Regions from separate parts of the Rattus norvegicus genome. Here all the other regions are linked to region 2. A link is a contact called in public Hi-C data. All regions are on one chromosome and are shown on one strand. Each heading gives the region's core, a stretch centred on a gene start, on an enhancer-like site or on the middle of the called end of the contact. The rest is flanking DNA. Distances are from core to core; before and after follow the strand shown. Region 1 overlaps Il1r1 (interleukin 1 receptor type 1). Region 2 overlaps Il1r2 (interleukin 1 receptor type 2). Region 3 has its middle 36 kb from the start of Il1rl1.

The links. A called contact is a pair of places that touch in the nucleus more often than the background predicts.
Region 1: a contact with region 2 is called in a Hi-C map of the A7r5 cell line, with 7 times the contacts expected there. The contact joins two enhancer-like sites. A contact is called at or near these places in 9 of 12 Hi-C or Micro-C datasets (the A7r5 cell line, the Rat2 cell line, Schwann cells and 4 more).
Region 3: a Hi-C map of the A7r5 cell line shows a contact between it and region 2, with 10 times the contacts expected there. The contact joins two enhancer-like sites. A contact is called at or near these places in 10 of 12 Hi-C or Micro-C datasets (the A7r5 cell line, Schwann cells, frontal cortex and 6 more) and 1 of 1 datasets of contacts at active chromatin or transcription factors (oligodendrocytes).

Annotation. Positions count from the first base shown.
Region 1 is chr9:50,057,646-50,061,663 of GRCr8, reverse strand. It overlaps Il1r1 (interleukin 1 receptor type 1), which reads right to left. Exons shown (of 12, transcript NM_001412594.1): 4 at 274-511; 5 at 1-171. Among named protein-coding and RNA genes, the nearest start is that of Il1r1, 25 kb to the right of the region's middle. Within about 2 kb of position 2,588, at least 8 of the 93 cell types and tissues checked have an H3K27ac peak or open chromatin away from gene starts, as enhancers often do. A contact at or near this core is called in the A7r5 cell line, where this site is marked.
Region 2 is chr9:49,909,619-49,913,568 of GRCr8, reverse strand. Il1r2 (interleukin 1 receptor type 2) reads right to left here. Exons shown (of 9, transcript NM_053953.2): 5 at 3,260-3,434; 6 at 357-419. Among named protein-coding and RNA genes, the nearest start is that of Il1r2, 32 kb to the right of the region's middle. Within about 2 kb of position 1,823, at least 15 of the 93 cell types and tissues checked have an H3K27ac peak or open chromatin away from gene starts, as enhancers often do. A contact at or near this core is called in the A7r5 cell line, where this site is marked.
Region 3 is chr9:50,134,753-50,138,262 of GRCr8, reverse strand. No RefSeq gene overlaps it. Among named protein-coding and RNA genes, the nearest start is that of Il1rl1, 36 kb to the left of the region's middle. Within about 2 kb of position 1,887, at least 7 of the 93 cell types and tissues checked have an H3K27ac peak or open chromatin away from gene starts, as enhancers often do. A contact at or near this core is called in the A7r5 cell line, where this site is marked.

The sequences.
Region 1 (4,018 bases), core at 1,339-3,838, 150 kb before region 2:
GGTAACTCGTTATTTTCATCTTTGAAAAAATCCAGATAAGGGCACACAAGACTTCCATCCCCTGCAACATGGAGCCGCTGTATGAAGCTGGCTTGTGTGTTATAGCACAAGCCAGGGTCATTCTCTAAGACACTCATGGTTATTTTAGTTTTGAGGCAGTATGTTGAGTTTCTGAAACAAGGCAAAGCATGGAAAAGTAATCATTACTAAAGTGTTTTCTTTGTCCTTAGCTATCATAGAGCACACGGCCGTGTTAATGCGTTCCTTTCTTACCTCATTATACAATAGTAATAGCCTGAATCCTCCATCTTGGCGGGAACAAACCAAAGATGTTCATTCTGCTGATGAATCCTGGAGTCCTTGTCCGCTGATATGGGGGTCTTGCTGTCATTTTTATACCAGATTATGGTGCCGCCATGCATTTCGTTTGGAGTAAGAGGACAGCTGCGAATGTCAATTTCATTTACGGATGAAAATGAAATGACCTCATTTGGATACTCCGTGCATTTGTCTTTAGAAGAGAAAAAGGAGAAGCAATTTCAGGAAACGTTTCCAGCATTTCTTGGTGGAATTTATACATCTGGACTCGATGGTTAGTAGAAATACCAGTTCCTGCCATATACACAGTTTCCAGCTGTGCACTCGAGAACACGGTCTTCAGAGTTTGAAGTCATTGACAGTCAGTTCCAGCTCTGTCATGTGTCCCCTATGGGCTGTACCCTGGGCAGGTTACTTATCCCCTCTTACGTTCTCCTTATTCGCGTAAAGGTAGGAATGACGGAGGGGGAGACAGTGACTTCCGTACAACGGAGAATAGTGAAGACGGAATGCACCCCCTCCCACTCAAACAAACCGCGTGGACAGCCGTAGGATGCAAGGCTGTTCACGGCCTGACATACATAATACTGTCTTCCATTTGCTCGAGATGCTCAAAGAGATGTAAGAGATAGTCAACAGAGACATAAAATGATTAAAAAGAAAAAGTCTTCTAGTGACAAAAAAAGAAATGTGTCGCCAAGTTGAAGATACACTGGGAAGAGAAATTAAGAAAACCTGAAGACATGACATTAGAAAATATCTGAGACTCAGTGACAGCTAAAGCAGCTGGGACATGATGACTATGAGTTGCTAGGGGAGTGTGGGAACACAGAAGTCGTGTTTGAAATACATGCTGAAATTCCTCGAGATGTTATAATGAGCCTGAGCCCAAAAAACACCAGGAACACCAAGAAAGGGAAAAGGGGACTCACACCAACTGTCTAAAACAAAATTATCAACACCAGAGACAGAAAGAAAATCTTAAGTAGCCAGAGATATTCTATTTTAAAAATGTATCTGTTTACTTTGGTTTTTTTTTTTTCAAGACACAGTTTCTGTGTGTAGTCTTGGTTATCTTAGAACTCACTTTGTAGACCAGGCTGGCCCCAAACTTATAGAGATCAACCTGCCTCAGCCTCCAAAGCACTGGGATTAAACGCACCTGCCACCATCACCTGGCTGCTTTTTCATTTTTAAGTAACAATAGTTAACAAACAAAACCAAAAGGGCTACAACCATCCTTCTAGGGAGTAAAGCTATTATCCAGCTGTAATTCCAGTGAAAATGCCTTTCAAAATCACAGAGAGGATTTTAAAAGCTCTAAGAACCCCTTCTCAGGGGACCTGTACTCTCTATAAATAGTCAAAGAATTCCTTCACAAAGAAGAAAACAGTACCAGACAAAAATGCCCTGTTAAATATTTCATTCACAGTGAAACTTCACAGTGGCAGGTACTTAGCATATGATGGGGGAAATTTTAATCTTCAAACCTTAACATCCAACCTCTGGCCCTCAAAGGGTCATGACTGTTTACATCGCAAACTGCTTTTAGCCCATCTGTAAGAATCTGTACAAGAAGGTCCTTAAAGTTTTAACTGTGCTCAGAACTCTAAGGCCATGTCTCTACTGAGGCTCAAGACTCTCTCTTACTATGGGCACCTGTACAATAACAAAAAACGTTATCTTACTCACAGTGGGCTGGGCATATCAAAAAATAATCAGGAAAACTTACCACAGGGTCCAGTTTCTCTAAATGATCTCTCAGGGCTGCCTACGGGGCTCCCAAGCCTGTTACAGCATCTGTATACTCGGGAATTCCTTTGGAAACTTACATTTTTATATCATGAATGCTGGCATGGTATGGCTGACACTAGGGTCTGCTGCTAGCTTCAATGTTAACTGTACCTCCTTGAACCACTGCTGCATGGCCTCTGAGTGCCTGGGGAGACACACTTAAGAGAAACAGTGCTTTTTCCTTGGGCAAGTGGCCCTTGGTAATGAGGTGGGCATCCCAGAGATGCACTCATACCCTTGACACGAACTTGTAAAACACTCAACTTCTTCTAAAAGGCACCAATATCTTCGGACACCACATCTCTTTAGCTTCAGCTTTCATCTGGCTTTTTCTGACCAATGGCAAGTCTGTAACTCCTCCGCTCTGCAGCGAGACCCCTAACCTCACTCTAAACCTGACAGAACACAGCCAATAACAACCATGCTGCAGTCTGAATGCTGGACGGCCTTGATCCCCTCCGTAAAATCACCAGTCAGCTCTAAATTCAGCTCACACATAGTTTCCAGACACGGACAACACCAGACAAGTTCTTTGCCAGAAGGTGGTATCTCGTAATGGCCTCTGAATCAACAGAGAACTATCTTAAATTTTCACATTCCTACTGGCATTCCAGTCCGAGCTCCCACCAGAATCACAAAGAAGTTTCTGATTGCAAAATTCCAGCTCTTTCTGACTAAAATCTCTCTTTTTCCCTTAAATTCCTCAAAAATTTTGTTTCTTTTTTCCCCCCCAAAGATGGTTACATTTGTCACAGCAGTAGGGTCACTTCTCTGGTACTAACTTTCTTTATCAGTCTTTTTTTTGCTCATTGCTGTGACTGAAACAACTAATGAGCACTTTAAACGAATGAGTCTAAACGAGTAAGTTTCAGCTTTTGGTTTGAAACCCTCAGTGGCCAGCTCAGCTGTTTCAGAATCCACACAGGGGGCAGAGCACCCATGTGGTAGGAGCGATCACCACCTGGCTGGCTGTGCACTAATTTGTAGCAGGAGTAAAGCTGGGTGTGGGGGTGAAAGGCTGATGGTGAGGGGTCTGGAAGCACAGCTCTGGGCCAGCCATCACACCAAAAGCAGGTCCTAGGAGGCAAACTGTCCACAAACCCTAGAAATTACTAGGCCTTGCGGGCACAGCCATCCTGGGTGTGAACGGCTCCGGAAAATGGTAAGCTAGTATACCATTTAGAAAATACCAAACTCAATTAATCCAGCAGCAGAGTAAGTCGGTAGTAAATAATACCTGGGAAGAAAACGTTGAAATAAAAAGAGAAGAATAAAGAAAAATGAAAGATTCCAGAAGATATACATCTTTCATAAAAATTAATAAAGATCTAAAACAAAACAAGATCTGAGAGGGTAAGTAAATCTCTAATCAGGAGAAAAAAGAAGTCTCGAAGGTATCTTAGAAAGGTAAGAGGAGTATTATGTTCAGCCTTACTGTAATAAATCCAACATTATAAATAAAATGGCTAAGATTTTTGAAAGACAGAACCTATTGAAACTTCCCCAAGGGGAAACAGATAGCCTAAACTGTCCTGTGCCTTCTAAGAGAACTTGTTGTAAAAGATCCTAAAAGAGAACATTTCAAGTCTGGATAGCTTCACCTTCATGTCCTTCCAGATGTCAAAGACATGACTGTCAGTTTTGAGCAAATCCTCCCAAATATTAAGGAGACCGTGATGCCTCCAGACTCAGTGTGATATCAGTGTCACATGTTACCCAAACCAATCGCGTTACGACAAAACTACAAACCAAACTCTTATAAATACAGGTGTGTGTCTTTCAGATATTTTACATAATTGAATCCTATAGAATATAAAAGATATGTATTGTAAATTTATATTTGAAAAACATTAAAGCTTTAAATATTCCCTATATGCTAAGAGATTTATTTAAATGATACGAAAAT
Region 2 (3,950 bases), core at 574-3,073:
TTGAGAACATAAATTACGTTGAATGTACTAAAGATGCCACCTCTGTGGACCCCTTCCAACAGTTAATAGCTATTACCAAATTATTTGCCCCATTGCCTTTAGGTTTTTGTGGGTATGACTTCCAGAAAATGAAGTATCGTTGCTCTCAAATAATGGCAATACGCCAGACAATACTTGGCAAAGACAAAGGTCCCTACAGTGGTCATGTCAGCCCCCACATATCGTGGTTTGCGGGCTCCACTCCGTCACTGTGCACCCAAAGCCATAAAGTGGTCAGCCGACGCAGGTCCCCAAAGCCCTGATAATTTCAGTCACCGCCATGGGCACGTGGGTAAAACAATTCTTGAGGTCCTTACCCAGAGATGCTGGTATTGTCTCCAGGGGAGAAATGATCACAGGGATGGGTTCTGTGGTTATTCCTGAGAAGGTTGAAAGGAAAAGAGATTGCATTAGGCGGGAAGCCTTGGTTTCCAGTAGAGATGCAGATTTCCTTCTTTAGCTAATTAAGTGGCCCTTCCCCGTGCGAGCAGACATTGTGAGAATCAGCCTTTGTCTGGCAAAGGAAATGGGCTCCCCATGAAAGTGAGCATCTTAAGCCAATGCTTTCCCGGCAGAGACATTACTGGAAGAGGCCACAGTTACACATTCCTCTGGCAGATGGTCTTTGTTATCTGCTCGGTGATGAACAATTAGCTACTCCTCCCCCAGGCTTCCTGAATGCATACTGATGATAGCCACTGGATGGGTTTTGCCTAAAGGTTTTGCCCTCCCTCAAGACTAGCCATTTCTTCATGAGCAGGCATGGGGGTTGGAAAATGGGTTAGAAAGTCGTCTGTGTATAAGGCTAATCCCACACTGGGTACTAAATTCAGTGACATACCTTGGTCACTGATATCTTATTAACTAAGGTGGTAAACTCTTTTCCGAGGCTGGAGTGGACCTCCGAGGGATTCGAACAACCTGGAGGAAACTGGGCACCTGAAGTGGAGCAAAAGGGCCATCTGGAGAGATGGGAGTGGAGGGCTGGGAGCCATCCCTCCACTGGCCTCACGGTTCTCGGTTTTGCTTACTAAAGAGCGCTTAAATTACCATATGACATAAGCACCAGATGAGAGGACAGTGTAGCTTAAGGAACAGGTGGCTTCTCCACTGTGAAAGTGGCATCGCTGCCTCTAACAAGGCTGGGACAATCAAGGGAGAAAGATCAGCATCACAAATAGGACAACGCAGTGGTTCTCCAACTCCAGGGTGTGCCTGTATGGCCTTAAGGGTGAAGGGCTTGGGAAATATAGATTATAGCACTTCAAGCTCCCAAGATCCTGTTTATCAGATGTACGTAGGACCTTAGATTCTCCTGTGTGGGTGCTACTCAGAGTCTGGGGGCAGGGAAGAGGGGGCAGTACACTCAAACTTCGCACGCATGTGAGAAGCACTCAGATTCTCCCTGTGTGAGCATCACTTGGATTGTGTGTGTGAGGAGTACTCAGGTAACTCTGCTGCGTCTGGTTCAGGACCCCCCATTCTTATATCTTGTGCGCAACTCATCAAATTTTATTTGATTTATTGATTGATTTTTTTTACTTACTTTATCTCCTGCTCACTGACCCCTCCTCCAAGTCATAATCCCTCCCACAATCCCTCCCTTTCACCCCTCTCCTTCTCCTCTGAGCGAGTGGGCACCCCATCCCGGGTATCCCCCAACCCTGGGGCTTCAAGTCTCTGCAAAGCTAGGTGCTTCCTCTCACACTGAAGCCAGACAAGGCAGCCCATTTAAGATCCACGGTGTGGCCCCAGTTTCAGAACTCGGTACAATACGCGGGTCTGCCGCCCCCTAGCGTTTCTGTGCAGTGTCACACAGACAAGTAGTGAGGCCCGCTCTCAGGCACCACCCCGAACTGAGCAAGAAGATGTCTTGTTCTCTTCTCACAGGACAGGATAACAAGTATACCCCAGAGGCTTCAATTCAGGCAGGATAATGACACAAATGAGCCTCTGGGGCTCACATATTTTATTCTACTCTCCTTTCACCTCGCTTCCTCTCTGGCATGTAAGAGCTGAGGGGTAGACATTAAACGACTGTTCAATGCTAGCCAGCCCTGTCTATCACGTTCTTTTCAAGTATAATCCGTCAGGTTTTCAAAATCTGAATTACTCTAAAACCTCACTTGTTCAGCAGCAATATAATGCTGTGCATGGAAAATTCCATACCATAAAACTCTGTTTTGATGCACAGAATTAATTAAAATACTGTGATAGTCGACCTGGTGGCATTCATGAGTGACTACAGCATGGAAAAGCTACAATAGGTTCTCTGATTAGAAGCCAGCTCATAGCCACTGGACCACATAGACGTTCTAAGTATAGCCAAAAACCCTGTCTCCAAAAATTAATTAATTAAATATTACATCAAACGGTTTTTGGGTTTTGTGTAATATATGAATAAAATATATGAAGCCTAAACTGATTTCAAGTTTAAACTTATGCCTATCCCCAAGATCTTACTATGCTGGTGAAAATATACGAATTCTTGAAAAAAAAATCCAGATTTTGAAGGTTTCTGTTAAGCTCTCAAGCAGGTAGTGGTCAGCCTGTACACAGGGCATCTGGATACAGCTTCAATGACCAACAGCCAGGGCACTCTGCACAGGCTATGCCAATGCTCAGCGCTCTGGTCGAAACCCCAGAAAAACAGTGGTTCTCACCCTTCCTGAAGCTGCCACCCTTTAATGCAGTTACTCAGGTTGTTATTTTATGTCAGCCACAAAGTTAGTGAGTTGCTACTTTATAACTATAATTTGCTACTGTTAAGAATTGTATTGGAAAGACCTGACACCTAGGATAGGTGACATCCTTCCCCCACCAAAAGGGGTCATGACCTACAAGTTGAGAACCACTGCAGTAAGCTCTCCCTGCTTCTGGCAAGAGCGTCCTGACCAGCTCGCGGTGCTCAAACCTTCCATTTCCCGGGACCCCTTGGTGTTGCTCCCTCTAGTGGTGAGTTTTAGCCTTGCACCCTTCAAATGCCTACTTTAATCCCTTTCCTGCCCAAGAATTCTCCTTCTCTTAGAACTTCCTGCTGTATATTTCTTAAAGTATCTTGTCCGTGTTTTAGTAACATTTAGAATAGTTGGCATACATTTTGTTTTTCTTCTTTTTCCTTCATGCCAAAGACGTTCGAGGGTTTCTAGGTGGTCCTGAATTTTCTACCATGTTGCTTCTAGAACCAGGCAAGTCAGGTACCTCAGTGTTGAGTATTTACCTTTGACCCGGAGTTCAATATTCCTAGTGATGTTGTATTCCTTGCCCTCGTAGGTAAATGTCATAACACATCTGTAATAGCCTGCATCTCCCATGGATGTGTTGGATATCAATAGGCGTGTGGGGTCTCCCGCACTCAGAAATTTCTTATTGCCTTTATCCAAGAGGATGGAGCCCTTGGGGAGAAATGTATCTTAAAGTTACATTATAGAATAACATCGAGTGTAGTATCATCGTTATGAATCCATGTGGAATCTACAACCCAAGAATTTCCCTGGCATGTTCTTAACTTTGCCCGTTTTATCTCTGGGGTGCATTTTAACTATGTTGCTAGAGAAAGTTTTTTCCCTTGGGGACAGATTCTTGTCATGTGGCCCATACTGGCTGGCCTTAAATTCTTGATTCTCCTACCTGAGCCTCCTGGCTACTGGGATGACATGGGTGTACCCCCATACCCCATTTAGAAAAAGGGATACATTGTTTAAAGATTGAGTTATTTCAAACCATTTCAGCACAAATATACTTAAGGTCTACCTGCCTTCTACAGGCTCTGAGCAACATCAAGGAAACTCTCTATTAAACAGCCAGGAAGACGTGAAAAACTAGGGCTGGAAGAGATCACGTTGGGGGAAATTCTCTTAAAATTATTTCAATTTTAGGATTTACCACAAGAGAGAAAATTTTGTAAGTAG
Region 3 (3,510 bases), core at 638-3,137, 220 kb before region 2:
TGAACCTCAGCTACAGAGGCAGCAGAGTCTTGTGGGGGAAATTCCAAGTTTTGCTGGGAGTATGCATGGGACGGGGGATGGGGGAGGTGGGGAGTGATGCCTAAGAGGTAGATGCTTATAGGGCCTTAACTTCTGAACAGCTCATTTGGAATCATGGGTTTTAAGCATCAGAGAGACATTGGAGTGGCTCGAGGGTGAAGAAAGAGTTCCCTGGTACTGTCTACCCAGCCTCATGTTTGGGAGCCGAGAGCAAGATGGCACTGTCCATAGCGGCTGTCTATTTAAGACACCTCCCACAGACACTCTTAGGATATAGCTTGTCAGGATGGATGTCCCTGAAGGTCAATGCTGGCACCTCAGCCATCTTTAGCATACATTTGCTGGGGCTGTCCTTCAAAGTTCCCTAAGCTCCTCCTCTGCAGATCCAAGAGCAGGCAATCAGGCAAGTTGGTGGAGAGAGGCCATTAGGAATGAAACATTGTGAACATTCAGGAGGGGTCAGGAAGGACTGTGGTACTTCCCTAAGTGGGAAAGGACAACAACTCTCATGAATGTCAGGCAGCCTGGACCCTGCCTTGGAGAAGAGACACATTCCATAAACTCTAACTCTAAACATGTTGTCTCCAGGGACTCGTGTGTGTGTGTGTGTGTGTGTGTGTGTGTGTATGTGTGTGTGTGCACGTGTGCGTGCATGTGCACTTTAAAAAACTGGCAGAAGGTTTAGGATTTCCGGAAACTGTCAGCTGTCCCCAGCAAAACATCCAGTGCCAGCTGAGTGGCTGAGCTCCCTTCACGCAGTAACCACTTTCCATAACCACCAAAGTTCTCTCAGACATATCTAATCCATCTCTCTGAGTGACATGTTTGTCATGTCCATACTGCATTTCAAAATGTTTCTATTGCTTCAGGCTAGCCACTAAATGAGGGAAGTTGGGTAGTCATCTCAGCAGCCCTCCCCCAGCCCACCCCATGTAAGTGATGGTAGTGGAGTTGGCCCTGAAGAGACTCTCTTCTTCACACCCCCAGGCCCTGGGTCTGAAGACTCCTAGGCAGAAGCAAGGCTCTGGTCGATAGGTGAACTTCAATTGATTCCATGCTCTATGTTAAAGCTTTGTCTCAGATATGAATCCTGGTGTGATGGCTATTCCTGGCTGTCAACCTGACGATATCTGGAATGAACAACAATCCAGAATTGGGGGGGCACACCTGCAATCCAGATCTTGAGGCTGGGAGAGACAAGCCTCTGACCTAGTTCTTGGCATGGAGATCTTAAGGCATTAGTGACCATGAAAAGTTTAGGCCCAGGGAAGGTAGTACATGCCTTTAATCTCAGGAGATCTCTGAGTTCAAGGGCAGCCTGGGATAAAGCAAGTCCCAGATCCAGGCGTGGTGGTGCACACCTTTAATCTGAGCCACACCTTCTGCTGGAGACCTACATGAGGACATTGGAAGAAGGAAGATTCACTCTTCACCTGCTTGCACTTACCTGCCAGCACATCTGTTGGAACCTACTACTAGATTCTCGGGCTTCCCGTTCGCAATTGCTCATTGTTGAGTTAGTTGGACTACAGACTGTAAGTCATCACGATAAAGTCCCTCAGTATAGAGAGACATTCCATAAGTTCTGTGACTCTAGAGAACCCGACTAAGACACCCGGGAATCTGTGCAAACAAATAACAGATGCACAGCCTTACTGGCCACGCCCATCTTAAAAATCCTTAGCACTCTGGAAGCATCCATTTATGAAACGTCCACTCAGGGCATTCTTGATCCCTACTGTTAAATCCCTCATGGATGCATGAGCTATCAGATTGCTCACCGCTGGACAAGATGACACAGCGTGAAAGTCTTTAAACTTCCAAAGCTGATAGTGAGTGGAGAGAAACCAGAGAGGCCACAGCTATGTGCGTCTGGCACTCCCTTTCCGGGTTTTTATAGTATTAGCTGTGTAGTTCTGCAGCAACGGAAGCAAACTAGTGAAGTTAAAAATGGTGTTAGGTCAAATAGCAAGGTCAGGAAGCCGGAGGAAGGGAAACAATGGGGCTTGCAACTGAGTATGAGGTAGCCACACTAGGATAAGAGAAACAAGGCTGTTAGCAAAACAGCAAAGCTGTTCTTGGCAGGCTCCCACTGACCCTCACTAAGCCCCCATGAGGAAAATACACAGCAGCATGTCTTTACAACAGCAACAGACTAATTATCTGTAAGGGTGATTTCTAAAATGCCTCCACCTGGTCCGGGAAGGAGCTTCCCTTCAGATCACCCTGTGGACAAGGAGTAAATACAAGGTAGGTACCCCAGGAAAACTGCAGATACATTGGTAGCTTCAACAGGAGTTAGTTGCTAGTTCCCCGTGTCCAGAAAAGGCACTAGTCCAAGGTAAACTACCAGGTGGTCATGTAAAGGTGAGAACAAAGAAATCATGGTTTAATTAACATCTGTAATACCTAGCCAAGTTTCAGAGCCAGCAGGCTCTGCCAAGATCAAGGGCTAGCAAACTTAGCCAAGGTCAAGAAAAAAATGAAGGGCGAACATGACTTAGAATTAGTCCCTGTTAGGGTATCCAGCATATAATCATCACCTTGGTTAGGCCAAGGCAACATACAAAAAGTATGTAGGCCTACCATTGGCTCTGCCTATGATACACCTACAGAATTAACCAGAAATCACATCAATCTTTGCCCAGTTTCTGTCATGAGTCTTATTTAAAAACTCACAGGCAAGGAGCTTGGTGTCAACTTCCCCAGAAACCTTCCCAATATGGAAGCTTCAGTCTCTCCTGACTTATTCTTAATAAACCAGCTCCTGCCTGCTCACCACTCTGTTTCCACTCTTTTTGTTGTCTTTGTTTCTCGTCTACATAAAGTAACAAACTTGAGAGGCTCCATCGCTCTCAAAGATCTGCATGGTTCCAACCAGCAGTGGTGTCCTGGGCTGAGGTTTGGCATACCGTCCAAGAGATCTAAGCTAGTCATTGCCTCTCCACTCCAGAGACCTGTGCCTCCAGTTACTTCACTTCTCTGGGCCTCCATTTCTTCCATGTAAGCCAGAACGGATGGGACAGTGTGTGAGTATCCTTATCTTTTTCCAGTATGCACACGGCCGTGAGTATGAATAGACGGGGCCAGGATTCTGAACACAGCAGGAGACATCACAGTGGCCCTCTTATCTGTGGTCTCGTGTTCTGAGGTTTTAGCTGTTCACAGTCAGCAGAGGCATCGTCTCTTCTGACAAGTGGGATCAGGATCGATGAGAACAGAGAGTACACCACCACATAAATTTGTAACAGAATCTATTACTAGAAATATTTGATTTTCCTTTCACTATTGTGAACTTGTTTCTAAAGTATGCATTACATACAAACATTTAGAAAATCGTGCCATATACTGAATTTAGCATAGCCACGGTTTAAGGCACCCACAGGGAGGTTTTGGACCAACTCTACTGCTGATAATGGAGTTTTCTGTGCCCCAGTAGACTTGAAACTCATTTACGACACACTAGTTGGG